Regions from separate parts of the Mus musculus genome. Here all the other regions are linked to region 2. The links are chromatin contacts, called in public HiChIP or PLAC-seq, Micro-C and promoter capture Hi-C maps. All regions are on one chromosome and are shown on one strand. Each heading gives the region's core, a stretch centred on a gene start, on an enhancer-like site or on the middle of the called end of the contact. The rest is flanking DNA. Distances are from core to core; before and after follow the strand shown.

Region 1 (3,353 bases), core at 251-2,750, 510 kb before region 2:
CTGGCTGTATTTTTAGAGATCAGGGAAAACAAGCTTGGGGGAACGTTTAGGGGCTTTACCGTTCAGGGAGAAACGCTTTAAGTCGGGGTCTCACACTTCCTTCTCCCGCACTGGGCACTGGATAGGCTCCAAGGCTTTGTGCATGACTGCTCAATCCACAAACTACACCCCCAGTTATACTTTCCAAGCTGAGGTCATGAAGAATCTAGGAGATGGAGTGACTGAGTACAGAGATCATCAACCGGAAGGAGATATCTATCAGCACTGAGCTGTGGGGGGAGAGTGAATCGCAGAGCCCAATCCCCCCAAAAATAGACTGTTTGGAATACATAGGGCAAGCTGGGTATAGTGGCACATGCCTTTAATCCCAACACTGGAGAGGCAGAAACAGGTAGATCTCTACTCTAAGTTCGAGGCTAGCCTGGTCTACAGAGCATGGCCAGTTCCAGGACAGCCAGGGCTACACAGAGAACCTTGTCTCAGGGAAGGAAAAGAAAGAAAAGAAAGGAAAGAAGAGAAGAGAGGAGAGGAGAGGAGAGGAGAGGAGAGGAGAGGAGAGGAGAGGAGAGGAGAGGAGAGGAGAGGAGAGGAGAGGAGAGGAGAGGAGAGGAGAGGAGAGGAGAGGAGAGGAGAGGAGAGGAGAGAAGAGAAGAGAAGAGAAGAGAAGAGAAGAGAAGAGAAGAGAAGAGAAGAGAAGAGAAGAGAAGAGAAGAGAAGAGAAAAGTGTGGGGTGTGGTCTTCTCCGTTGAAGGTCCCACATCATCTCTTAGGAATTTGCTGGGCTTCTGGGGTACACAGTCTCCTGCAGTGTGTCTGTTCTCCCCAGATAGCATCGGTTAAAAAGACAGGACACTGTTCTTTGTAGAGACGGAGATAAAGCGGCCGATCTGGCCACTCCAGATCGCAATCAGAGAGTGCAAGGCAGGAGGAACTTTCAAAATGGGTCTGTAACTCCAACAGCCCTATTGTGGGGCACCGCCCCAGCAAGGGGGAGGCAGATCCTCTCTGGCTGCAGCCACGGGGCAAGAGCACCAGCCCCCTGTCACTCCCTTGCACCAAGAATCCAATTCCAGGAAGTCTCTCTTCCCCGCAGTAGCCCCCATCAAAGCTGCTAGTCACATCCCTACCCTAAGGGCAATCGAAGGATTTTCTTTCTTTTCTTTTTCTGAGGGTTTATTGTTGGTTGGTTTTGTTTTTTGAGACACTCTGTGTAGCCGTGAAACTTACTCTGTAGACCAGTCTGGCCTCGAACCTAGAGATCTGCCTGACTCAGCTTCCCCATTGCTGGCCTTAAATGTGTATGCCACCACGCCAGGCCGATTTTCTAGAAACTTGGATTCCAAGGCTTTTTTTTTTCTACAGGATTCCAGGAAGAGTGGGTTTTGTGGTCATCCAGTCCTAACTTAGCAACTCTAGGCAACTCTTAGCAAGTGCTTTTCTCTTTGCTCCAGGCAAAAACTTTAGGTCGCAGTCCGGCTCAGCTCCTTCGGGCTCCGGGGATGCAGGGGTCAGGTCCTGGGGGCAGAGCCGCAATTCCCTTTGCAGCCGGCCACCCTCCCCCCTCCCCGCGGGCTTTTGCACACGACGCGCGGCGGGCGGCTTCACACCAGGTGGCGAGGAGGGCCGGGGATAAAGCGGGCGGGCGCGGGGCGCAGCGGCAGGGCCGGAGCGGAAGGTGGAAGGTGACTGCGAGCTGCCATCGTCCCGCGCGCAACTTCGAGGGCGCACCGAGAGAGGCGGCATGCAGACTATGGACAAGCAGAACCTGCTGGAGAGCACGCGCGGAGCCCGGTAAGTTCAAGCCCCAAGGGGCGGGAAGCTGGGCAGCATCACACGTACCTCCTCTTTGACCATCTCGGCTGTGGTTGGTCCGAGCGGGGGCTTGAACTGGGACCCGATCCGAGGGATGGGGTGAGGCAAGAGAAAGGAAATTGGCGGCGGCCTCGTAGCCTCAGGGATCACCTGTCTCACCTGGCCAAGCACACAGTTCCTGAACGCTGCCTGCCTGTACGCCCGAGTGGGACGTAGGGTGCCTGGAACCCCGCCTTCACTCCAGCACTTTGATCCCGGGCAGCCCTGAGGTGGGGAGGCCCGGTGTCCTTGGGTGCGCTGAGCTATGGTCTTTAGCTGCTGTTTGAGCCAGAACTCTGCTCAGAGCTCTTTCTCTGAGCTCGACCGGACTGACTGCCCTTTGGCTAGTTCGCAAAGCTCTCAGCCTGGGAATGGGTGGAGGAGCAGGGGACCATCATAGAACAAGGTCCCAAGACTCACCTCCCCAATACCACACCCACCCCCCTGTAACATTGGCTGCATACCTCTGCTTACCCGCCAGCCAACGCGGGGTTCGGAGTGTTCTTACTTGTTCTGGAAACAGCAGACTAGCAATAACTCCCAGAGACTGGCCCAGTGCCCCCTCCCCCGTCTCCGGCTGAGCGGTCTCCTGTCCTTCCTCTTGCCTCCAGGTCCTTCTTAGGATCTCTGTGGAAGAGTGAAGCTAGCCGGATCCCTCCTGTGGACCTGCCCGCGGTTGAGCTGGCTGTCCAGAGCAACCATTATTGCCATGCCCAGAAGGATTCTGGAAGTCACCCTGACCCCGAGAAGCAGAGGGCCCGACGCAAACTCTATGTGGCCTCTGCCATCTGCCTGGTGTTCATGATTGGCGAAATCATTGGTAAGGCCGTGTGTGTGTGTGTGTGTGTGTGTGTGTGTGTGTGTGTGTGTGTGTGTGAATTAAGTGAAAGTTGCTGTGCACATAGGCTGAATGTTTACATTAATGCTAATGGCAGTAATAGCTACCCGTTTTATTGGTTACTTTTTCTTCTTTCTTTTTTCTTTCTTTCTTCCTTCCTTCCTTTCTTTCTATTTTTTTTTTTTTGAGCTTTCACTTTGCTTGCCTAGAACTCATATCTGTCTGTTTCTGCTTCTAGAGTGTTGGGATTAACGATATGTGACACCACAACCACCATTATTTATTTGTTTGTTTGTTCGTTTGTTTATTATTTTTCGAGACAGGGTTTCTCTGTGTAACCCTGGCTGTTATAACTCCCTTAGACCAGACTGGCTTCGAACTCAGAGACCTGCCTGTCTCTGCCTTTCATGTGCCTCTACCACCGGGCTAATTTTTTTTTTTTTTTTTAAGGCAATCACTTGGCATGGCTCTGTAGTTAAGAGCACTGGCTGCTCTTCCAGGGGACCTGGCCCTGCTTCCCCGCACCTATGTGAGGGCTCTGTCATCTGTTACTCTATCTAGCCCCAGGGAGTCGGATGCCCTCTTGTGGCTTCTGTGGGCACCAGGCATATGGTATACATACATACATGTAAGCAAAAGACATACACTTAGGTTAATAATAAAA
Region 2 (3,472 bases), core at 499-2,998:
CAGGGTCCTAACCTGCCAACTTTAACACACTTTTTCTATTTTCTATTCTTGCGCTGCTATTAATGGGAAGTTCTTCTAATGTTTTCAATGGCTAAGGAAAAAAGCCTTCCTTCATTCAAGAATTTATAGTACGCAGGCTTGCCTCCACCCATTCAATCTGCCAGAAAATTTTGGGTTTGCTTTTTCAGTTTTACTTATTGTCACATCTGATTCAACAACCATGTTCATCGGTTTTGCTAACAGCTGTGTCCTGACTGACTCCAACACTGTTGAGCAAATAGTATTCACGTTTGTTGAATGAATGGATGCGATCCGTGGCTCCTTACGTATCATCTAGCCTAGGATTTTGACTTCTTACTCCTTTTAAACTTGAAGAATCCCCCTTCATGGTTAGGTAAGTCACCTGCCTGTGGAGGGCAGCCACTTCACACGTGTAAACAACCGCATGTGTAAGGTGTACAGCTATGCTACAACTTGGATGTCATCAGCTACCGCCTGTATTTTTCTCCAAGATTCACAGCAAGACCTAAACCGTAAGGCGCCAAGAGGACTCAAGTAAAGCCTTCAACCGCATGCTGAGCACTCTCTGTCGTAAACTAATTACTTCGCCTCGGAAATAGGCATTTCCAGAAAATAACCTCCGCACACAAATTGGGCTTGGGGAAGCTGTGACAGTCACCGAAATGCCCCATGAACCTGTTGTCCTTCTGTCCAGGAGAAGTGGATTCAATTTCTATTTAAAGGGACACCACTTTCCTTCATGAACAGAGGATTTAAAAAAAAAAAAAAAATCCCCAAACCTGAGTTGGGCGAGAATCCCTGCAAAATATCTGCTTGCAATTGTCAGAATGTTTGCTGAGGAACTGAGAAAAGCCGCGGTCTGGAGCGGTGTCACCGGCACGATCTGGGGGTATCAGCCTTGGGCGCTCCGAGCCAAGGTGGGGACCCCGTGAGGCAGCAGAGCGCAGAAGAGTAGCCGGCGTGGCCCCGCCCCGAGCCCGAGGGTCCCGCGCCCCTGGCAGCTCCTAACTTTGGCGGCTCGCTCGCCCGGCCGCACGCGTCCACGAGCCTCGGGCAGCCAACCCCCGAGCCCAGCGTGACCCGGGCTCGGTAGGGGACCGAGCGCACAGCCTGCTGGGGACCCCCGGGCTTCTGGGCTCCGGGCCGCGGGGGTGCCGCCCCTCCCCCCGACACACCACCGCCAACGGCGGCCCCGTGGCTCCCGCCCGCGCCCGCCGCGCCCTCCGCCTGGCCCTCGCCACACCCCGTGGCCCGGGGCGGACCCTCGGCTGGCTGGCTGGCCCGGCGCTCCGCGGGCGGCGCGCCTCAGGAGAGCCCCCGGCGCGGGCATGCGGCCTAGTCGGGGGGTTACATAACGGGGCCGGGCCCCTTCCGAGCGGCGCCCGGGACCCGCTGGCCCACGCCCGGCACCGCCGCTCACCTGCCGTAGATACCCTCGGTGATCCGGTTCCGCTTCAGGGGGCGGCGGAGCTTACTGCAGTCGGCGTTCCGCCGCTTCATCCTCCCGCTGGGGGGCCGGTGCCCGAGCCGCGCCGCCGCCGCCGCCTCTCACCTCAGCCGCCGTCGCCCGCCCGCCCCGCGTCGGGCCTGAATCCTACCCCTGCGGCCGGTCACACAGACATGGAGCCAGCACCGGGGGGGAGGGGGCCAGGAGGGGGGCGCCGAGCCTCCTCCGCCTTCGGAAACAAAGAAATGACAATTCCGGGGCCCGCCCGCCCCGCACCAGCCAGCCGCCCGCCCCGCCTCCTTTGCCGCGACGGACGGCCCGCATAGCCAATCGAAGGCGCCGCCGCGCCGCGCACGGCCAATCCCGGTGCCCGCTGAGGCAACACGGACCCTTAAGCCCGCCTTTTTGAAGGACAGAAGGACACACCAATCAGGATAAGGCCTAGACGCGTGGCCGGGCCTATCAGAAAAGAGTTAAATAGAGGCTTATAAATAGGCCCTATAAATATAACATCCTATATTATGCCTTGTTGCGAAGGTACGCTTCGCGGTTATTGGGCTGCGTCTCGCCGTGGGGAGGCCCACGTCGGCGTACACCGTGTGGCGCGGCGCCGCGGGCTCCCGCCTGGCGTGTGAGAACCGAACGGCGTGGTGCGCTGCGTGTGGGGACCTTGCGCTGACATGTGCTTCAGTCAGCCGCGTCCTTATGTAAGAGGGCGTCCCGGGAGCGCCGCCGCGGCCCCTTCTGCGGGCAGCCGAGCACGCAGCCATACCGGCCGCGTCAGCCGGGCCACGAATGACAAAGCAAACCACACACACATACACACACACTCACACACACCCTGCCAGCTTCCCGCGACGTGGTGACAGCGCGCCGACCAATCGGAGGTGGTGGGGCGGGGCCTGTGCGGGTCCGCCCCTGGTTCGCGTCACCAGAGAGGGGCGGCCCCTCGGGTGCGCGCGACGCCGCGCGGGGCTGCCGGGGGCGTGTGCGGCGGCGTGGCCGGGCTCCACGTCCGCAGGTTTGCGCAGGCTGAGGGTTCCGCGGGCTCCTCCCCGGCCTCAGAGGCTGCGTGAGGCGGTCGTTTGCTCTTTCCGCCCACTAGCTCTGTAGCTTACCGGTGAGGGCGGAACGGCAAAAAGACAAGTGAGATGCTCAGCGGGGAAACGCGTTTGCTGCCAAGTCTGAGGACCGAGTTCGAACCCGGGAATCCACGTGGTGGGCGGATAGAAGGAACTCCTACAAGTTGCCGCCTGACCTCCCACACGCACGCCCACACAAACACAGTTCCTAAATAAGTTTGGTTTTGGTTTTTAAGCGGCAAAGACTACCGGGCGTTGTTGGTGGCGCACCACTTTGATCCCAGCACTGCAGAGGCATGTGGATCGCTGAGCTCGAGGCCAGCTTGGTCTACGAAGTGAAGACCGCCAAGGCTGTAACATGTACCAACAATTTATATAAACAAACAAATAATAAATAAATAAATAAATAAATAAATAGCAAAACCGGGGAAGTGTGGGAAAGTAGCCATAGGAAGCAAATCACTGGTGGCTCCTGACTACTGGCAGAAGCATTTTAGTGTATGTCTTACACAATTTTCTTGCTTAGTTGTTATTATTTCTATAAAATAGAATCGAGCACATAGTAGACATTTGGTTTCATATCAGAGTCTTCGTTTTACGTGTTGTTACAACCTTTTATAAAGATTTCTTTAAGAGGTTGCAGAATGCCCTAGCAAGTGGCATTGCCACCTCACCCCCTCAGTAACTAGAGTCCCCAGTCATCTAGCACACTTTTACTTTTTTATATGTCCAGTAACTCGATGCCATCTTGATTTGCCCTGGGACCACAGGCACCTCTCCTGGCCAGTGGTCACCCATCTTAGTCAACATCACTCCAAAGCTCTTAAGTTCCCATCAGTGCCTTCAAAGATTTCCCTGGTACCTGGAAGGGAAACCCAGTGTTGATGGTACCCAGAGTCTTAGCATGGGAACTTACTCTCCT
Region 3 (3,521 bases), core at 1,017-3,516, 400 kb before region 2:
GCACCAATCCCATCTGGCCCCCCTGGATCCTCACAGATTCTCTAACAGTTCTGTGGGGTGGGCACCTGTCGCCGCTCGGGAAACTGAGGCTCAGAGAGAGAAAACAATCAAATGGGTGGCCGGGTGTAATGGCATGGGTGTGATCCCAGCACCTGGAGGCTAAGATGGGAGGGTTCTCAGTTCTAGGTCACCCCCTAACCCCGGTTAGCATTCTGTCTAAGCTCCGCCCCACAGTTACCTGGCAACAGCCAGGAGTGTCTGACTCACTATGAAAGAGACTGCTCGCCCCTCCTCTTCTTGGTCTTCTGTGCTCTTCTTGCCTTCCTGTTCCCGCTCTCTCCTCATTCCCCTCACTCTCTCTCTTCGTCGTCATCGTCGTCGTCGTCGTCGTCGTCGTCGTCGTCGTCGTCGTCCTCCTCCTCCTCCTCCTCCTCCTCCTCCTCCTCCTCCCCCTCCCCCCTCCCCTCCCCTCCCCTTCTCTCTCTCTCTCTCTGCTTTTCTCTGCCTCTACTACCCTCGTAACTCACCTCCCCATGCATGCCCTGAATAAATTCTATTCTGTACTATACCATCTTGTGACTGGTCCCTCAGGGGGAAGATATGCCTCAGCATGGGCTCACCGAGGGACCCCCTTCCCCCATACCTCACCACACATCCATACAACTTCTCCCCCCTCTATCTTTTTATAAACACATCACCCCCCAACCCCACCCCATCCCTGCCAAGAGGAAAAGAGCAAGTGGGCAGAATGTGGAAATCACAGCGCTGCAGCTCTGAGTGTTTGCCTTCGTGTTTCTAGATTGTTCCTTCCCTGGAGTCCTGGACCCGGCTTTCGCTAAAAAGAAATGGCTCCCCACAAAAGCCATGGAGTTCTTTTATTTCCCGATTGTCGTGCCAGGTGTTTCCAGGGGCACTCGAAGCTGGTGGAGGAAGTAGAATGAACCCAGGCTTAGCCCAGGGAGTCAGGGCTTTCCAGCCTCTCTGCTCCTCTCTGACCTTGAGCAGGTCCCTCCCGGCACACTGGGGGCTTGCAAACTACAGGGTATGGGCTTCCTTTCCTTGTGCATCTCTTGGTTGTGGTGAGAAGCAACAAGAGGCACTTTGGAAAAGTCGAGAGCATCACATGACCTCCAGGCTGGATTCTGGATCCCTCTTCATCCAAGATGGCAGTGGGAGCCTTCAGCCTGATTCCTTCCTTTTCTCATTTATCTGTTCCTGCCTCACTGGAGAAGCACCGAGAGCCCCTGTACCAGATGCTGTTATTTTCTCAGAGACTGAGGATACCCACAGGCTCCTGGGAAATCAGAGGGAGGAGGGAGCAAGTCTAAATAAACAATAATTATGATGACTAGATATGAGGCCTGTTTGTCTTGAGTCGGGATCTTGTCATGTAGCTCAGGCTACCTGGCTATTGATGGAAGGCCTTCTAGATGGAGAACCATCTTCCTTGAGGTGTCCAGGGAGCTGTGAAGAATAGAAAGAGGTGCTTGCCTGTTCTCCCAGCACTTGGGAGGCAAAGGCAGGAAGATTGGGAGTCCAAAGTCATTCCTCAGGAAACCTATTTGCCTGGTTAAAAATGGCCCCAGAAGCCAGGCGTGGTGGCCTTTAATCCCAGCACTTGGGGGAGTGCAGCGGCAGGCGGATTTCTGAGTTCGAGGCCAGCCTGGTCTACAAAGTGAGTTCCAGGGCAGCCAGGGCTATACTGAGAAACCCTGTCTCAAAAAAAAGCCCCAATATCATATCCAAGGGAGAGATCTGTGAGTCCCTGATACCTATCTGACTTTCCAGGACATCTGGGGCAGGTGACAATCAGCCTCCTGAGTTTTTGTTTTGTTTGTAAGTCTTCTCTTCCTAAAGCCAGACAGGCCACAGCAGGACTTCTGGATCCAGCCCTAGACCAAAAAGAGCACAGAGAGCCTGAGGGAACAGAAAAGGGCGGGGGGGGGGGGGCGGCGGGCATTGAGTGATCTCCTGGCATGCGACCTGTTCCCTAAGCCATATGTCCTTACAGACCACAACTCAGTAACCCAGAGCATCCCGGGGGTATGGAGGGGATGGGGGTGGGGGGTGTCTTGCAAACACAAACCATCAATGAGTAGAAGGCCAGCGGGACCTAGCTCTTTGTCTCTCCTGAGGAAGTATCCTGAAGAGAGACACAGGGAATGTGTTTCTGGCTGGCACTCCCCACACAGTGCAGTCCCCACACAGTGGCAGGGAGGACGCTGACAGAGGCTCCAGGGAGTGGCTGTGGGCCTGGCTTCTAGAAAGACAGGTTAAAAAGCCAGCTTCAAGGTAAGATCCAGAGCTGGGACCCCGGCCAATCAGTCCTTTGGCCTGGTTGCCATGGAGACCGACCGGCAGCAGCTGCTAAGGAAAGAACAACCTGCAGCTTCTACATCTAGGATCCGTAGACACCGTGGTGGGGGAGGGGACGCATACCCTCCTTTCTTCCTGGATGCTGAGACCCTATCTGTCCCCAGCTCACAGGCTTTCAGGCTCTCCACTGTCGCCAAGTCACAAAACAAGAGACAGGACAAACCCCAATTTCTTGCCTCTAGGCCAACGCCCATTCGTTATAACATAGCCTTCTATTCAGCTTTGGGAGCAAACAAGACCTTCTAGCGCTGAGGCCTGGGGCCCTGGGAGGGTTTCTCAGTCACCTCCAGGAAGGGTCCATGTCCTTAGATGTGAATCCCAGTGTATTAGCCACTAGAGGCCAATTTGGCCCAGCTTTCTGTCACTTTCTCTCTGGAAAACCTGGCTGGCCAGAGAGTCTGTGAACAGCCTTTGTCTGGGTAGGGAGCTAGCTGAAGCTGAGCCCAGAGGCAAATGGAAAGTGACAGGGTTTATTGTCCCCTCGTTTGATGCTATACTGATATCATTAATTTGCAGCCTGGCTGGCATCCTTCAGGCCGGGACCTTGCGGGCCAAGCCCCCCACCTTCCCCTTACAGGTTATCTCAGGAAACCCCAGGCGGGAGGGGAGGGGTCTGGGATCCAAGTCGTTGGTCCTCTTTCCAGAGCAGCTGCCGGTACCTAGCTTTCATCTTATTCTGTGAAAGGAGATGCCGGGCTGGTGTCATCTGGGGCTTTGAGCTTCTGAGCTGTGCATGTGAGCGGGTTCCTTATGTAAGAGAACGGAGACAAGGCGTGTGGAGGAGCAAGAGAGGACAGAGAAAAACAGGGCTGCGCCTGGACTTCCGGGGCAGCGGGCAGCGGCTTTAATCAGGATTGTAGCATAGGCAGGGGAGTTATGTAAGAGAAAAGCCCGCGCCAAGGAACACCAAGGCAATGAATGAGACAGAGCCATCACTTCAGACCCCATGGCCCTTTCTCTGGTGGGAAGTAGGATGAACTCTCTTCCAGACACTGCCATATTACAATTATTTATAAACTACACAAATGATATCAGAGCATTTAATTAAAAAATTGCGTGTGTGTGTCACAGTCAGCGTGTGTCTGGAAGTCAAAGAGCAACTTGCAGAAATTGGTTCTCTACCATGTGGGTTCCCAGGGACCAAA
Region 4 (3,062 bases), core at 145-2,644, 400 kb after region 2:
TTGAATGATTTTTATACCTGTGTTATACATAAAAGCTTGCCCCAGAATCCTAACAAATATTTCCTGAGTTAATGAATTAGTTCTCACATATCTCCGCTTACCCTACCATGGTAGATGGGAGCTACAAAAGATGAAACAGGCTCACTACTTCCTCGTTAGCATGATGCAATACTGACAAAGCGGCTTAAGGAAGAGTGCATTTGGCTCCCAGTCAGAAGGGCTACAGTCTGCCACAGAAGAGAAGCACTGAGGCAGGAGAGCCCCTGGCCACTCTGCGTCCACCACTGGGAAGCCCGCAAATGAGTGCCAGCAACACAGCAATCCTTTTCCCCTTTGGGGAAAGCACCTCCTATACCAGGGGCAGATTTTCAGTCTTCAGTTACACCTCTCTAGAAATGCCGTGGGCACCCCCAAGTGTGTCTCCTGGGTGATTACAATCCAACCACATTGACAATGAAGACAGACTATCACACAACTTCTTGGCCCCTTGACTTGAGGTCCAGTGAAGATTAACCACCACACCCTGGTCCTGAACTCCCGGAATTCACAGGAACAAGGCAGCAAGGGATATGACTCGGGTGAATGACACAAAGGGTGCGTGCTGGAACAGAGAGCAAAGCGGGCTTGTTCTGCTAAGGGAGCAAGGAGGTCAGAGAAGGGCGCACAAGCTATCCCAACTGATCCTTGGAGAATTTCAGCTTCATAAACTGACTCCCTAAGATCCTTGAAATCCGTTAAGTGTTAGTTCTGCTCCAAGCTATTTCTCATAAGATGCCATGAGCAGCCAGGCGTTGTGACACATGCTTGTGACTCTAGCACCTGGGTAGCCAAGGTAGGAAATCTCTGCAAAGTTTAAGTCAGCCTGGTGGTCCACACAGTGAGCTCCAGGTCAGCCAGAAGTGTAGAATAAAACTCTCTAAATAAATAAATAAAATTTCCCCTTTGAAAGTTAAGCCTTAGATGGCCAGAGTGGTTTCTCATAAATCCTAGCGTTTGGCAGACTGAGGTTGAAGGACTGCCATAAGTTTGAGGCCAGCCTGGACTCTACAGTGAATTCCAGCCAGCCTGGGCTAGAATAAAAAGCTTGTCTAAAAAGAGTTTTTTGAGAACGATAGTCCAGAAGCAGAAACAAGGCTTCCCTTAGAGGCACGCACATTCTCATGTGGTTGGGTGGCTTGGCACGCTTGCAAAGGGCTCTAAGAAGGACCACAAGTGCTGAACACAGTTCCTGGGAGCAAAAACTGCCTTGGGGAGCTTCAAGAGCTCTTATCTGAGAACAATATGTGCTCTGGCCAAAACAGGAGGCTTCTCCCATCTTCCTATTCCTCTGCCTCCTCTATAGGCAGCCAATCAGATCAAATCTTATTGCCACTTAGCCACACTGGGATCATAGAGCATGCCGCTCACAAGAGTCCAGCCCAGAGTCAAGATGCCTGTGACAAAGGCTTAAAACTTACAAAGCCAGCTTGAAGGAGGTGTAGTGACACAATGACAAAGTCAAAATGTTTCACTTGTTTTTTTAAAGTTTACTTTAAGAGTCCCTGTAAACGTTCTGATATATTTTAAGGGGCAGAGGTATACACAGACCACAGGGCTAATCAACGGAGTAGCCTTTCCAGTGAACCAAGAAGCCAGGGAGGAGGGAGACTGAAAAGTACTGGCTGATCTCATTAGCCCTGCTTAGGAAGCTGTGTAAGTGTGACTTCAGCCCTGGATCACACAGCTATATTTAGTTTATACCTAATATGGATGAAGTCCTGACCGAAGCCATTTCCTCTCTCCACAAAAAGAAACTTCCTTGCTTTTCTTCTATCAACAATGCAAAGGGTGGGCTCCTCTGAAGGGGGAGTTTTAAAAAAGTAAAGAAAGGAAAGAGAGAAGGCTGGAAAAAAACATTGACAAATTAGGATGTGGCTTATTAAAAACTCTGCCCACTTTGACATTGCTAAACTTGAAAACAATTCTGATATCAAAATACGTGATGTTACAAGTAGGCCTCCTGCTTTAAGCTGCTAAAGAGGCTCTTTAAAGTATTTTACAAGAGACTAATTAGCCAAGCCTCCAAAACACAAAGAGGCAAAGCAATGGAAACCCCGGAACTCCCTTCTATTTTCTCAAGCAATCTACTGTGCATGGGTGTCAGTCCATAATCGAGCACCGTTTGCCATGGATGAGGTTCAAGAATTGACCCCTAGATAGAAAGAAAGAGGTAGGGAGAAGGAAAGGAAAGAAACCGACATTAATTCTCAAAGACCTTGGTGCAGATCCCAGCCCTGCTACTTACTGGCTCTCTCTGACCCTCACTTATGACACAGAACTGACATGCCTAATTCAGAGTTTATGTGAGGATTAACTTAGCTAACACGTATAAAAGGCTGTGTACTGTGCCTGGCCCATAATCAGCACCCACAACTGGCTATTATCCTAGCTTTAATATCTTGGCTTTTATCAGTTTACTGTGTCCTGCGTGGGAGTAAATTAAGCACTTTCAAAAAGTTTATAACATTATAATAAGATGAAAGATAAAGTCACTTTATGATCCTTGAGTCACCCGCTAATCACAGACATACTCAAGTTTTAAAGCTTTATTACCGTCCCACTGTGACACAAGGAGGATGCTAGACACTTAGAATCTAGAAAGAAATGCACAAGGAGACTAGCCCCTTAAAATGACTAGTCAGTCATGATAACACACGCCCTTAATCCCAGTACTCGGGAGGCAGAAGCAAGATGTCTGAGTTCTAGGCCAATAAAGTCTACAGAATGAATTCCAGACCAGCTAGAGATTAAAAAAAAAAATGAAATTAAAAAAAAAAACAAAAAACTAAGCATATAGTTTGCAAACAAGGCGTGTAGTACAAGCATGTAACCCAGCACTCAGAAAGCAGAGGCAGGAGGATTTCAATCTCAGTGATAGCCAGTTTCAACTCTCTCAGAAAGAAAAAAAAATCATGTCAATTTACACTACTTCTATTTCTTCTGTTAAAAATTAAATGAGGGCTGGTGAGATGGCTCAGTGGGTAAGAGCACCCGACTGCTCTTCCGAAGGTCCAGAGTTCAAA
Region 5 (3,439 bases), core at 175-2,674, 440 kb after region 2:
CCATCTTGCCAGCTTTCCATCTTATTTTCTGAGAGAAAAGCTCTCCCTGCACCTAGAGCTCACAGATTGGCTAAGCTGGCCAGCCAATGAGCTCCAGGGACTCACCTGTCCGTGCTGTGCCCACCATCAGGCTGACTTTTTATGTGTGCGCTGGGGATTCGAACTCAGGTCCTAGTGCTTGCCCACTGAGCCACCTCCCCAGCCCCCAGAGGGCTATCAACAATGAATTTTCTTGTTTTTTTCTTGAGGACAAGTTCATGGGAAAGTAAAATCTGTTCTTGAGGCCAAGCTGCCACACCAGTCACAGCTGACATTCTTGAGCTGAGCCTCTACAGCCCCCTCCTGCTGGCCTGGTATCTGAAACAATGAGCGATTCTGAGCCACTATCTCCAGCGTCTTAGATTTGCCTACACATCTCTCTTACTTCTTCTCAGCTCTCAGAGACAAACTGGGGCGTTCTTTCCTTGTGTACCGGATGTGTCCCCGCCTGGTGTGAGCAACTAAGTACTCTCTCCTTCCTACTGCCAAGGTGGGGACCTGAGTCCCCCTGGAGCCACCCGGATTTGAAGCTCAGCTCCACCCAATGTGTAGCTGAGAAAAATCACCTAACCTTCCTGTCTCTATGGGGAATAACAGTTTTCCCAAGTAGATAAAGCTGTCACAGGACTTATTCAGCCATGTTCCCTGTTGTTACCCTCTCCCCTCTCACATGGAGGTGACAGCAAGGATGATAGAACTCAGGAATTTTTGCGTAGCAGTACAGGTACTCTATCTTTGGGCTACACCCCTTAGCATATAAACTGAAGTTCTCTCGAGTCTTGTTTTAAGACAGCTCACGGGGATATCTCAGGCTAGCTTTAAATTCACCTGAAAATGAAGACGTCATTGAATTTCTGATCCTCCTGTACACACCCCTGTCATATGAGGTGCTAGAGATTGAACCCAGGGCTTCTAGGCAAGCACGCTTCTAGCTGAGCCACGCCCCAGCTTCAATTCTGGCTCTGAGGCTGGCGTCAACTTCTAGACTCCCCGCTGCCTTGGCGTTTGAAGCCCATAGACCTTTGCTCATGCTGTCCCCTCTGACCCTGTTCCCATACTCCCCCTGCCGCTCCACGCTCCGTGTCTTTCTCAGGTTTCAGGTTTCAGGCCTCCAGGGATCTCTGGCAAACACACCTCCACCCTCAGTCCAAATAAACCACTTCCTCCGGGGATCCACAGCACAGAGTGCAGGGCAGCTCCTTGCCGCTTAAGTTGTTTGTGTAACTCGAGGTTCTTCCCACCCTAGCTCCAGCCCACAAGGGTCACTAGCTCTCAAAGCTCCATCCACAGGCCCCTTGGGGCTTCCCAACAAACTCCCCCTCCCTCCAGCCCTCTATGGGGAAGTGGGGTGGGCTCACTCCTACCCATCTTTGGGCTCCAGAGGTTTCAGGCACTGTCATTGGTCCAGGGTAGACCACATGACTGAGCTCACCCAATCATAAGCGGCTGGTGTAGAGACTGATTTTTCTCCTCCCCTCCCCTCCCCTCCTTTTTCTTCTTCTTCTTTTTTGTATTTTAGGTTTTTGTTCTTTACTTTTTTTTTTCAAGACAGAGTTTCTCTGCGTAGCCATGGCTGTCCTGGAATTGACTCTGAAACTCAGAGATCCTCCTGCCTCTGCCCACATGGCCAATCTGTTACTTTTTGGTTTGGTTTGGTATTGATGCAGACTCTCACTCTGTACTACAGGCCGTCCTGAAGTTTGCTCTAATGGCCGCAGACTCTCAAACATCCTCCTGTCTCACAGCCTTCCCAAATGCAGAGATTGCAGGTTTGAGCTAACAAACCCTGCTTAGTCTCTCTCTCTCTCTCTCTCTCTCTCTCTCTCTCTCTCTCTCTCTCTCTCTCTCTCTTTTGCAAGCTCCAGGACACTTTGTCTCCAAGATGTTGATGGCAGCCACCAATATCCACTACTCTTGGATCAAAGCTCAGAGCAGGAGACATAAGGTTCCTCGGGCTTCGATTGAGACACTGTGTCCATCAATCCCCACACGCGGCATCTCCTTGAGACTGTTCCCTGCTCTCCACTGTCACCCGCAGCAGTCAGAGTAGTTTTCTAGGCACCTTGACTCAAGGAAACCGGAATGGACGGCTCTGGTGCTAAAAGGAATCTCAGGACTAGCTAATATGAAGCAAAGAGATTTTAATGAGATATTTGAAGCCTGAGGGTTGGGAGAAAGAGAGACACTCAGAGGATGGGAGACACACCGGAGACCAAGAGTCTGGGACTTTCAAGGAAGAATAAGACAGAGCAAGCGAGGGCCCAGGCACCTCATGGGGGGGGTATCCCAGCCCCTGGTGTTTTTCAATGGTCATGTGTAGGATGTTGTAGGGTTTTGGTTGCTAAGAAACCTAGGTGAGGTCACTGGGTGGTTCCCAAGGCAGCATCTGACAGGATTAAGATTGATGAGGTAGAAACCAACCCATAGGGATACAGGAAGGTAGGCTATCTTTAACTGTAAACAGCTTCAAGTTCTGTTTGGAGAGTTTCAGGAAATATCTACGGGAAGGAAAGATGCCCACCCAAGGTCATATGGGTTCAAACTTTAAACCTGAGTCATTATTATTGGCACATAAAGGACTATTTTTACATTTGCAGGATGTGTTAACTGTATCAGAACCTCCAGAGCCAGAGTTAGAGGCAGTTGTAGGCTCTCTGAAGTGAGTGCTAGGAACCAAATTCAGGTCCTCTTTGAGAGCAGTAAACACTCTTAGCCACTGAGCCATCTCTCTAGCCTCTCTTCCTTCCTTTCTTTCTTTCTCTCTTTCTTTCTTTCTTTCTTCCTTCCTTCCTCCTTTTTTTTTAAGATTTATTTATTGTCATATGTGAGTACACTGTAGCTGTCTTCAGACACACCAGAAGGAGGTGTCAGATCTCATTACAGATGGCTGTGAACCACCATGTGGTTGCTGGGATTTGAGCTCAGGACCTCTGGAAGAGCAGTTGGTGCTCTTAACTACTGAGCCGGCTCTCCAAGCCCAGGTCCTTCTTTTTTATTACCTCTTATATAACTACTTAATCTTCTGGTTTGTTGAAGCAGTTAAGTCAGACAACCCTTGCCTGACTTAATGCCTGTCAAAGTGGCTACCCTTGAAAACTCCAGCACCACACTCATCACAAGGCCGTTCTCGACGTAGCAGCTCTGAGAGAAAAGGTATCCTGGCAGTCGGGAGCCAAGAAATACTACCAAGTCACACCACACAACAAACCTCACACAAGAGGTTTATGGGGAAAGACACCTGAGGGTGCCCACCGCGGCTCTGAGAGAAGCAACAAACAACTAAGCAAGAGGCAGGCTTTATGTAAGATAGAATTTTGGGGGGAGGGGTTCCAGGGTGGCCCGGGATTGGTGGGATTCTGTGACCTAATTTATTTACTTATCTATTTATCTCTGTAGGGTG
Region 6 (3,152 bases), core at 528-3,027, 420 kb after region 2:
TGTTGTGCTGACCCCCAACAGTAAAATTATTTTTGGTGCTACTTCATAACTGTAACTTTGCTACTGCTATGAATTGTAATGAAATTGTCTGCATTTTCCAATAGTCTTAGGTGACCCCTGTAAAAAGGCCGTTTGATCTTTCAAAGGGGTCTTGACCCCCAGTTGAGAGCCGATGCTCTAGACCAAAAAAAAAAAAAAGTTCTAAAACCAGCAACTAACAGAAAACACTAAGGCAAACATTGTTACCACCCTGCAGATTTCTGCCTTCCATCTCTGGAACACATCCTTCGATAATTTCCGCTCTTTCAAATTAAAACTAAGAAAGGGCAGACTTTAGTACTGGATGCCTGTTGGACTTCTAGTGTTGCCAGTTTCGACCTAAGCCTGGATATTTAGTGGCTAACAGAACGAACGTCAGGGTTTCCAAGGAGGCTCAGTAAAGCAGGGGACCCAGATGTTTGTTGCGTTAACTTTTCCCTCCTTCGCTACGCCCCAAAAGGGAGAGGCGCGGAGAGCAGTCAGAGAAGCGTTTCTAGGCGAAGAAGGCAGCTCCAGGGTTTACAAACTGAGGAGGGCGAGAGGAATGAACCTTTTTAAGCCCGAGAGAGCGGAGAATTCAGGTTTTCTTTCAAACCAAACGGGCTTGCCTGCCGAGGTGGCAACAGCAAACGAAAGCGGCCAAAAGGTTGCATCATGTGAAAACAGGCGCGCTAGAGAAACAAGAAAACCAGATGGTGGTAAAACACCGGACAGGAAAACCCAAGTCGGGAATCTCTGTATTTTCCGGAAGCCTTGGGGCATCCACCCTTCTTTTCGCTTTTTCTTTTCTTTTCCTTTTTTTTTTTTTTTCTTCTTCTTTGCAGTTAGTTGCCTGGGTTTTGGGTGTGTGTCCGGAGGCTCACATTTGTAACCCAGGCTGGCCTCGAACTCGAGGGACTCCTCAAGCCTCTACTGCTGGGTCATAGCCGAGTCACCACGCCCGCATTAAAAAAATTCTCCCCTCCCCCATGCGGGAGGAGGGCTGGGATGAGGGTCCCTCCTATCCCAGGCTTGCCCTGGGTTTACTAAGCAGCCAAGGCTGGCTCTGAACTCGGGATCTTCCCTAGACCACTTTTCCCAACTGCTGGGTTTACGGCTCCCGGGTCCCTCCTCCCCTTTACTTTATTTAACATTGTATCAAAGTTAAAGTTTCAGTTTCACCCGGGCCAGGCGCTAGCGTTCCAGTAAGTTGGGTGAGCTATCAGCCCCGCGGCCCGAGGCTGGGGCTCGCGGCGGGGTGGGGTCGGACACGGCGAGGAGGGTGACAGTACCCACGCGGCGCAGCTGAGGCGCGTCCCGCCCTGCGGAGTCGCCTCCCTGTCGCCGCGCCCGCAGGGTCCGCCAAGGTCCCGCTGCGAGGCGGGAAGGCGCGGAGCCCAGACAATGGGAATGAGCGCGGGAGGTACGGCGCCGCCTCGGGCTGCGGGGATGCCGCGTGGGGGCGCTTCGGGGTGCGGGGACGTCAGCCCGCGTCGCTCGGGACGGTGAGCGCTCACCTTGACGAAGAGCTCGATGAGGGGCTCTTTGTCCTCCTCCTTCAGCCCGTTCAGGGGCATCGACAGCGCCATGGCCGGTTGGGCTGGGCTCCGCGGACGGCGGCTGCGGCTGTGGCTCCGGGGCTGCTGTGGCTGCGGGTTCCCGCCGCTCGCTCACTCGCTGGCTTGCTCGTTCGCTGGACAGTCCCGGCGTCTGGCTGCCCGTGGCCTCAGATCCTCAGCACCGCCTCACGCCTCGCGCGCGACTCTGAGGGGGTTGCGGTCCCGGCCGCTTCAAACCGCTGGGCGGAGCCCTATGGGCGGGGCGTGGGCGGAGCAGTGGCCAGGATCCTGCAGGGGTGGGGGGGAAATGGGCGGGCCACAGCTGGGGGCGTGGCCTCAGGCGAGGAAGACAGCGGAGCGCTCTAGCTTCCACGGACCGACCACTAGGGAGCCTGGAGGGCGCTGGGGGCGCGGCCTAGGCTGGGCAGCGCGGATTGGCCGGGAGGTCCCCCCGAAGCCACGCCCCTCAGGGGGTGGGCGGGGAAGGTCCCTGGAGCCGGAGCCTGACACCGCCTCTCTCCGCGGCGCAGCTGCTGCTGGTTGGGTGCCAAGTGACCTCATGCGGCGGCCCGCCTCGCGCCCTCTCCCCCGCTGCAGCCGCAGGGACTCATCGTCCCCTCCGGTTCCCGGGGCGGCGGCCTCCTCGGCTACTTCTGTTAGGCGCGGCCGCCTTTTCCTGGAAAACTTTTGCGAAAGTTTTCATGTCCTTAAGAACTTTTTAATCCTTCTGACCGCGGATCTCCTTTCGTGATCCTTCTCTATTTGAAATCAAGATACTCAAAAGTTCTTGTAAAGTCGTCCTGTGTCCCGGGCTCTGAATTAGGCCAAAACGGTGGGACAGCGTCCCGCTCCAGCACAACCCCAGTGCTTGAGGCAGCGCCTGACTCTGAAAACGTTATCCGTGCTGTTTTGCCCCACCTGGACCGATTCCTGTCTTCCGTTCACCTGGAGAAGTTTAATGAGTCACCTGAGTGCCACTCAGCGCGCAGGGGCGAGTACTTTACACCCTGAGGACAGGGGCCTGAGACACGCGGTCTACTGCGGAATTGCCGTCAGTGAATGTCACCTTTGGGAAATTTGCCTTCTGGTTTTCCTTAATCTGCTCATTCTGTGGTACCTCCCAGGCTAGGGTGATGAGTGAGTTGATTAGAAAGGCTAAATTGGGGGATGGAAGCGGGGTGTCATGGTTATCTCACATCCTCTGTGCCTAGTGTGGATCAGAGTGCTTCAACAAATTGGAATGATGTGTAAAAATGCAGTGCAACCTGCAACTACTTTATCCTCACTCAACCCCATCTCCAAGTTGCTAGATTCTGTGAGAAGGATGCTGTGCCCCAGCAATTAGATCCATCAATGCTCCGGAGTAAGGCTGTTTTAAGTTCACAGTTTGGCAGTGGCCTTAAACACCCTAAACCTCGGCCTGATTTGGTGACATATACGTGGCTCTCAGGTGATGGCTCAGGCAGGAGGGCTGAGAGTTTGAGGACAGTCTGGGTATATTGCAAGACTACCTCAAAATAATAATAATAATAATAATAATAATAATAATAATAATGGCAGTCAAGATGATTCAGC
Region 7 (3,335 bases), core at 260-2,759, 450 kb before region 2:
CACGCTCAGGGGACACACTCACTCTCCTCAGAACTCCAGTGGCATTTTATCTCTCTTTTATGACAGGAGCTGCAGCTGCTTCACCATCATGTGACCCACATGTGTCTTGCAGCGGCAGTCTTGGTTCTCCAGTGTGTGTGCTCAGCCTCGGGGGAGGAGGGTCGGGCCGGGGTGGGGTGGGGTGGAGTGGGTGGAGTCTGGCAGAGGCTCCTCCCCCTTCCCACTGGCTGTGCGGTCCACAGCCTGCAACAGAATTTAGCTCCTCTTCCCTTCCTCCTTTTTGTATTAGTGGGTGTCTTAAAATTTGCGCTGGAAGAACAAAAGAGGAAAAGGAATAGTAGAGAGAAAATTATTGCCTCCCAACGTTAAGTAGAGTGACTCTGGCTGGCTTCTTGGGGTTTTTCCTCTGGACCAGATGATTGGCAGGCAGGAAGGTGTGTGTGTGTGTGTGTGTGTGTGTGTGTGTGTGTGTGTGTGTGTGTGTGTGTGTGTGTGTATGTGTGTGTGTGTAGTAACAGCTGTGGCCTTAAACAGTTCAGGACTATGAGTTCTTCAGTTACACACGTGTATGTGCCGAGGCAGGGACAGGGGTGATTGCAGGGAGCGTTGGCAGCAACCATCTCCAAAGTCTCTCTTTGCCCAGGCTTGCTCTGGCTTGCACACTGATCCTCCCAGAGGAGGACTCAGAATGTCCAAACAAACCGCGGGGGTGGGGGTGGGGGGCAGGGCCCCGCCCATGCAGGTGGTTTAGGCTGTAAGGAATAGGAATTGAAATGTTGCTTGCTTTAAGCCGGTTCGTGGGCTGAGTTAGACCTCTCTGCCTTGCTCTTGAGTCTGCAAAATTGGTCCAGCTACCTCCCTTCTCGGAAAGCTGTTGAGAGGGTTAGATGAAGCAGTGTTTATCAGAGACTTAGTACAGTGCTAGCTGAGGAAGAGCTGGACCTCAGTGGGGCGTTATTAGCCAGGGAAGGCAAAGTCTGGGCTGTAATCACTACAGCAGTTACTGTCAGATAGATACACGGTAGGTGCGGGGTCATTACGCAATAATCCTGAGACAGAGTCATGCATCCCAGGCTTGCCTTGAACTCCTAACCCTCCGGACACCACCCTCCTCAGTGCTGGGGTTACAGGTGTTCATCGCCGTAGCTGTTTTCTATAGTTCTGGGAATTGAACCCAGGGCTTCTTGTATGCTAGAACTGAGCCACACCCTTATGGTTTGTAGGTTTTGAGGGATCTGAGGACTAGCTCATCACCACTATCTCCTCACCCCACCAGAGGGAAATGAAGACCACAGTCCATAGGGCTGGGGATGGAATGGGTCGCTACCTAACAAGTGTAAGGCCCCGGCTTCCACCCCGCCACTGCAGAAAGACAACCGAAAGACGAGCCTGAAAACGTTGGCAAAGTCGCAAGTGTAAATAACGAATATGATTTAGTGAGTAGCTGGCAGGAAGGTCGGCTGGGGTGATAAGGATGTCAGGAAGTGGACAGGGTTGGCACATGACCTAGAGAAACAGCAAGTGAGGGAGAGACCAGCAAGAGGCTGTTCTGTGTTCTGTCTTCCAGCCAGCAAATTCCCGAGCACCCGGCTTTGGTCCAGCTGGTGATGAGATGGGGGCCGGCCAGTCTGTGTGCTTCCCACCCATCTCGGGACCCCACCACATTGGCTGCACGGATGTGATGGAGGGTCACAGTCTTGAGGTAAGTGTCCCAAGCTCCGCCCCTGCTCTGTTCCACTGCGGGGACTTCACCAGCACAGGTCCAAGTGTGTAAGTTCTGGGCTGCTAAGTTACAGCTGGGCAGAGTTTGGACATCAGCCTTTTGGCCTGTTTTCCTGCTGGCTTTTAAATTCCTCATTTAAACTCTTAGAACCTCCGCAGATGGCCGAGTTCTTTCTGCAGCAAGGAGGAGCCAGAGGCACCTCACAGACCCTTTCTCCTGTCGTGAGTCCAGGCATCTGACCCTAGAGAGGTTTTTCGATGCCATCCTGATGTAGGGGGACAGGATGAAGCATAGTGGGCCACAGGCCACTGTCCTGACTCTACAGCTTGGGTGGGAAGATGAGGTCTTCACCTCTAGCCTCCCATTCACTTCTCTCTGGTTTCTGAACCTCCTGCCAATTCCTAAGCTTTTCTTTTTCTTTGTTTCCTCTTCCTCCTCCTCCTCTTCCTCTTCTTCCTCCTCTTCCTTTTTAACATTTTTGAGGTTTCTCATGTAGCTCAGGCTGCCCTCCAACCGGAAATGTAGCCAAGAATGACCATAAGCCCCTGATCCTCCCACCTCCAGGACTTCAGGCACGTGCCACCATGACCCAACAAGTTCCTTAGGTTTTTGTCCCCGGTGGTTGGGCTCACCTCTGTTCTGTGAGAGACACCCACTTCCTGGTAACCCCTCTCCTGCTCCCTCTCCTGACCAAGCCTTCTGCTGCCACTGAGTTCATCCTAAGAGCAAAGACCTAGCCCCCCCACCTCCCTCGTTCGCACGGAGCCTAGGTCCACAGTATGGCGCTGTTCCAGGATGTAATTGGAAATGCACTTGACAGTCAGGACATAAGCCCTCTGATGTGCTAGCCACAAAATTGTTTCTGGATCGGAGGAAGCCTCTGTTTCTCTGTTGGTGCCCCAGACTCCTGCTGACCCCAAATGCCTAAGCTTTGTGGTCCCAGCAGCTGCTCCCTTCTTTTCCCCAGGGGAGCCTCTTCCGACTCTTCTACCCTTGCCAAGCATCAGAGAAGTGCGAGCAGCCCCTGTGGATTCCCCGCTACGAGTACAGCATGGGTCTGGCCGATTACCTGCAGTATAACAAGCGCTGGGTGGGGTTGCTGTTCAACGTGGGTATCGGTAAGGCTGGCCCGGCCCTGGCTGCTTCCCGGGTGCCTGGTTACATCCCCAGAAGAGACCCAGGCAGACACAGGAACTATTTAGCTTGCATAGTCCAGTCCTTGGTTTGGAGAGATGGGAGAGACTTGGACGCGTGAGAATCTGGGTCATGGGTTCAAATCCAGACTTTGTAATTTACTGGCAGTGGGACTTGGGCCAGTCCCTTATCCCACTTGCCCTGCCAGCGTTTGTAGAACTGTGGTGCCAGATACAGGTAGAACTAGAACCTCTTGCGCAGTGTTTGGGACATCAGATGGGACATGGTACTGGCTGTGGTCCCTAAATCCAGTATGCATTCTGATCCACTCTATAGATCACCCCCACCTTTTTTTTTTAGTACTGGGAAGCAAACCCAGGGGATCATACAAGCTAGGCCAGAGCTCTGCACTGAACTGCATGCCATTAGCCGTCCGCTCCACCGATGCTCGCCCCAGCAGCTATATCAGACACTCTTG

What was found. Promoter capture Hi-C pulls out the DNA fragments that hold promoters and counts their contacts. Hi-C and Micro-C count contacts between places; a contact is called where the count stands out from the background. HiChIP or PLAC-seq counts read pairs in DNA pulled down with a chosen protein or histone mark. Capture Hi-C pulls out chosen DNA fragments and counts their contacts.
Region 1: a contact with region 2 is called in a promoter capture Hi-C map of pancreatic islet. The contact joins the promoter of Slc30a2 here to the promoter of Maco1 in region 2. A contact is called at or near these places in 2 of 39 promoter capture datasets (liver and pre-B cells), 1 of 115 datasets of contacts at active chromatin or transcription factors (pancreatic cancer cells) and 1 of 9 other capture datasets (pancreatic islet).
Region 3: a promoter capture Hi-C map of liver shows a contact between it and region 2, with 2.9 times the contacts expected there. The contact joins the promoter of 1700021N21Rik here to the promoter of Maco1 in region 2. A contact is called at or near these places in 3 of 39 promoter capture datasets (hippocampal neurons and liver) and 1 of 9 other capture datasets (macrophages).
Region 4: a contact with region 2 is called in a promoter capture Hi-C map of cranial neural crest. The contact joins the enhancer-like site here to the promoter of Maco1 in region 2. A contact is called at or near these places in 4 of 39 promoter capture datasets (cranial neural crest, hippocampal neurons, liver and 1 more) and 1 of 115 datasets of contacts at active chromatin or transcription factors (memory CD8 T cells).
Region 5: a contact with region 2 is called in a Micro-C map of embryonic stem cells, with 2.2 times the contacts expected there. The contact joins the enhancer-like site here to the promoter of Maco1 in region 2. A contact is called at or near these places in 1 of 39 promoter capture datasets (the HPC-7 cell line), 1 of 484 Hi-C or Micro-C datasets (embryonic stem cells) and 1 of 9 other capture datasets (liver).
Region 6: an HNF4G HiChIP or PLAC-seq map of pancreatic cancer cells shows a contact between it and region 2. The contact joins the promoter of Clic4 here to the promoter of Maco1 in region 2. A contact is called at or near these places in 4 of 39 promoter capture datasets (cranial neural crest, hippocampal neurons, liver and 1 more), 2 of 484 Hi-C or Micro-C datasets (both in embryonic stem cells), 2 of 115 datasets of contacts at active chromatin or transcription factors (effector CD8 T cells and pancreatic cancer cells) and 1 of 9 other capture datasets (liver).
Region 7: a contact with region 2 is called in a promoter capture Hi-C map of hippocampal neurons, with 3 times the contacts expected there. The contact joins the promoter of Pafah2 here to the promoter of Maco1 in region 2. A contact is called at or near these places in 5 of 39 promoter capture datasets (hippocampal neurons, liver, neutrophils and 1 more) and 1 of 115 datasets of contacts at active chromatin or transcription factors (bone marrow-derived macrophages).

The regions. Positions count from the first base shown.
Region 1 is chr4:134,341,546-134,344,898 of GRCm38.p6, forward strand. Slc30a2 (solute carrier family 30 (zinc transporter), member 2) reads left to right here and starts at 1,501. Exons shown (of 8, transcript NM_001039677.2): 1 at 1,501-1,791; 2 at 2,463-2,671. The coding sequence starts at 1,742.
Region 2 is chr4:134,851,597-134,855,068 of GRCm38.p6, forward strand. It overlaps Maco1 (macoilin 1), which reads right to left and starts at 1,749. Exons shown (of 11, transcript NM_025382.6): 1 at 1,442-1,749. The coding sequence starts at 1,521.
Region 3 is chr4:134,447,905-134,451,425 of GRCm38.p6, forward strand. It overlaps 1700021N21Rik (RIKEN cDNA 1700021N21 gene), which reads right to left and starts at 2,267. Exons shown (of 3, transcript NR_045800.1): 1 at 2,087-2,267; 2 at 1,773-1,892; 3 at 861-1,464. It overlaps Gm30453 (a long non-coding RNA gene), which reads right to left and starts at 375. Exons shown (of 3, transcript XR_390824.3): 1 at 1-375.
Region 4 is chr4:135,253,262-135,256,323 of GRCm38.p6, forward strand. All of the region lies in intron 1 of Clic4 (chloride intracellular channel 4 (mitochondrial)), which reads right to left. Among named protein-coding and RNA genes, the nearest start is that of Clic4, 18 kb to the right of the region's middle. RefSeq lists an enhancer at 206-2,889. Within about 2 kb of position 1,395, at least 105 of the 459 cell types and tissues checked have an H3K27ac peak or open chromatin away from gene starts, as enhancers often do. A contact at or near this core is called in liver and pre-B cells, where this site is marked.
Region 5 is chr4:135,291,582-135,295,020 of GRCm38.p6, forward strand. No RefSeq gene overlaps it. Among named protein-coding and RNA genes, the nearest start is that of Gm30701, 5.0 kb to the right of the region's middle. Within about 2 kb of position 1,425, at least 154 of the 459 cell types and tissues checked have an H3K27ac peak or open chromatin away from gene starts, as enhancers often do. A contact at or near this core is called in the HPC-7 cell line and embryonic stem cells, where this site is marked.
Region 6 is chr4:135,270,983-135,274,134 of GRCm38.p6, forward strand. It overlaps Clic4 (chloride intracellular channel 4 (mitochondrial)), which reads right to left and starts at 1,778. Exons shown (of 6, transcript NM_013885.2): 1 at 1,536-1,778. The coding sequence starts at 1,607.
Region 7 is chr4:134,401,403-134,404,737 of GRCm38.p6, forward strand. It overlaps Pafah2 (platelet-activating factor acetylhydrolase 2), which reads left to right and starts at 1,510. Exons shown (of 10, transcript NM_001285874.1): 1 at 1,510-1,702; 2 at 2,691-2,841. The coding sequence starts at 1,613.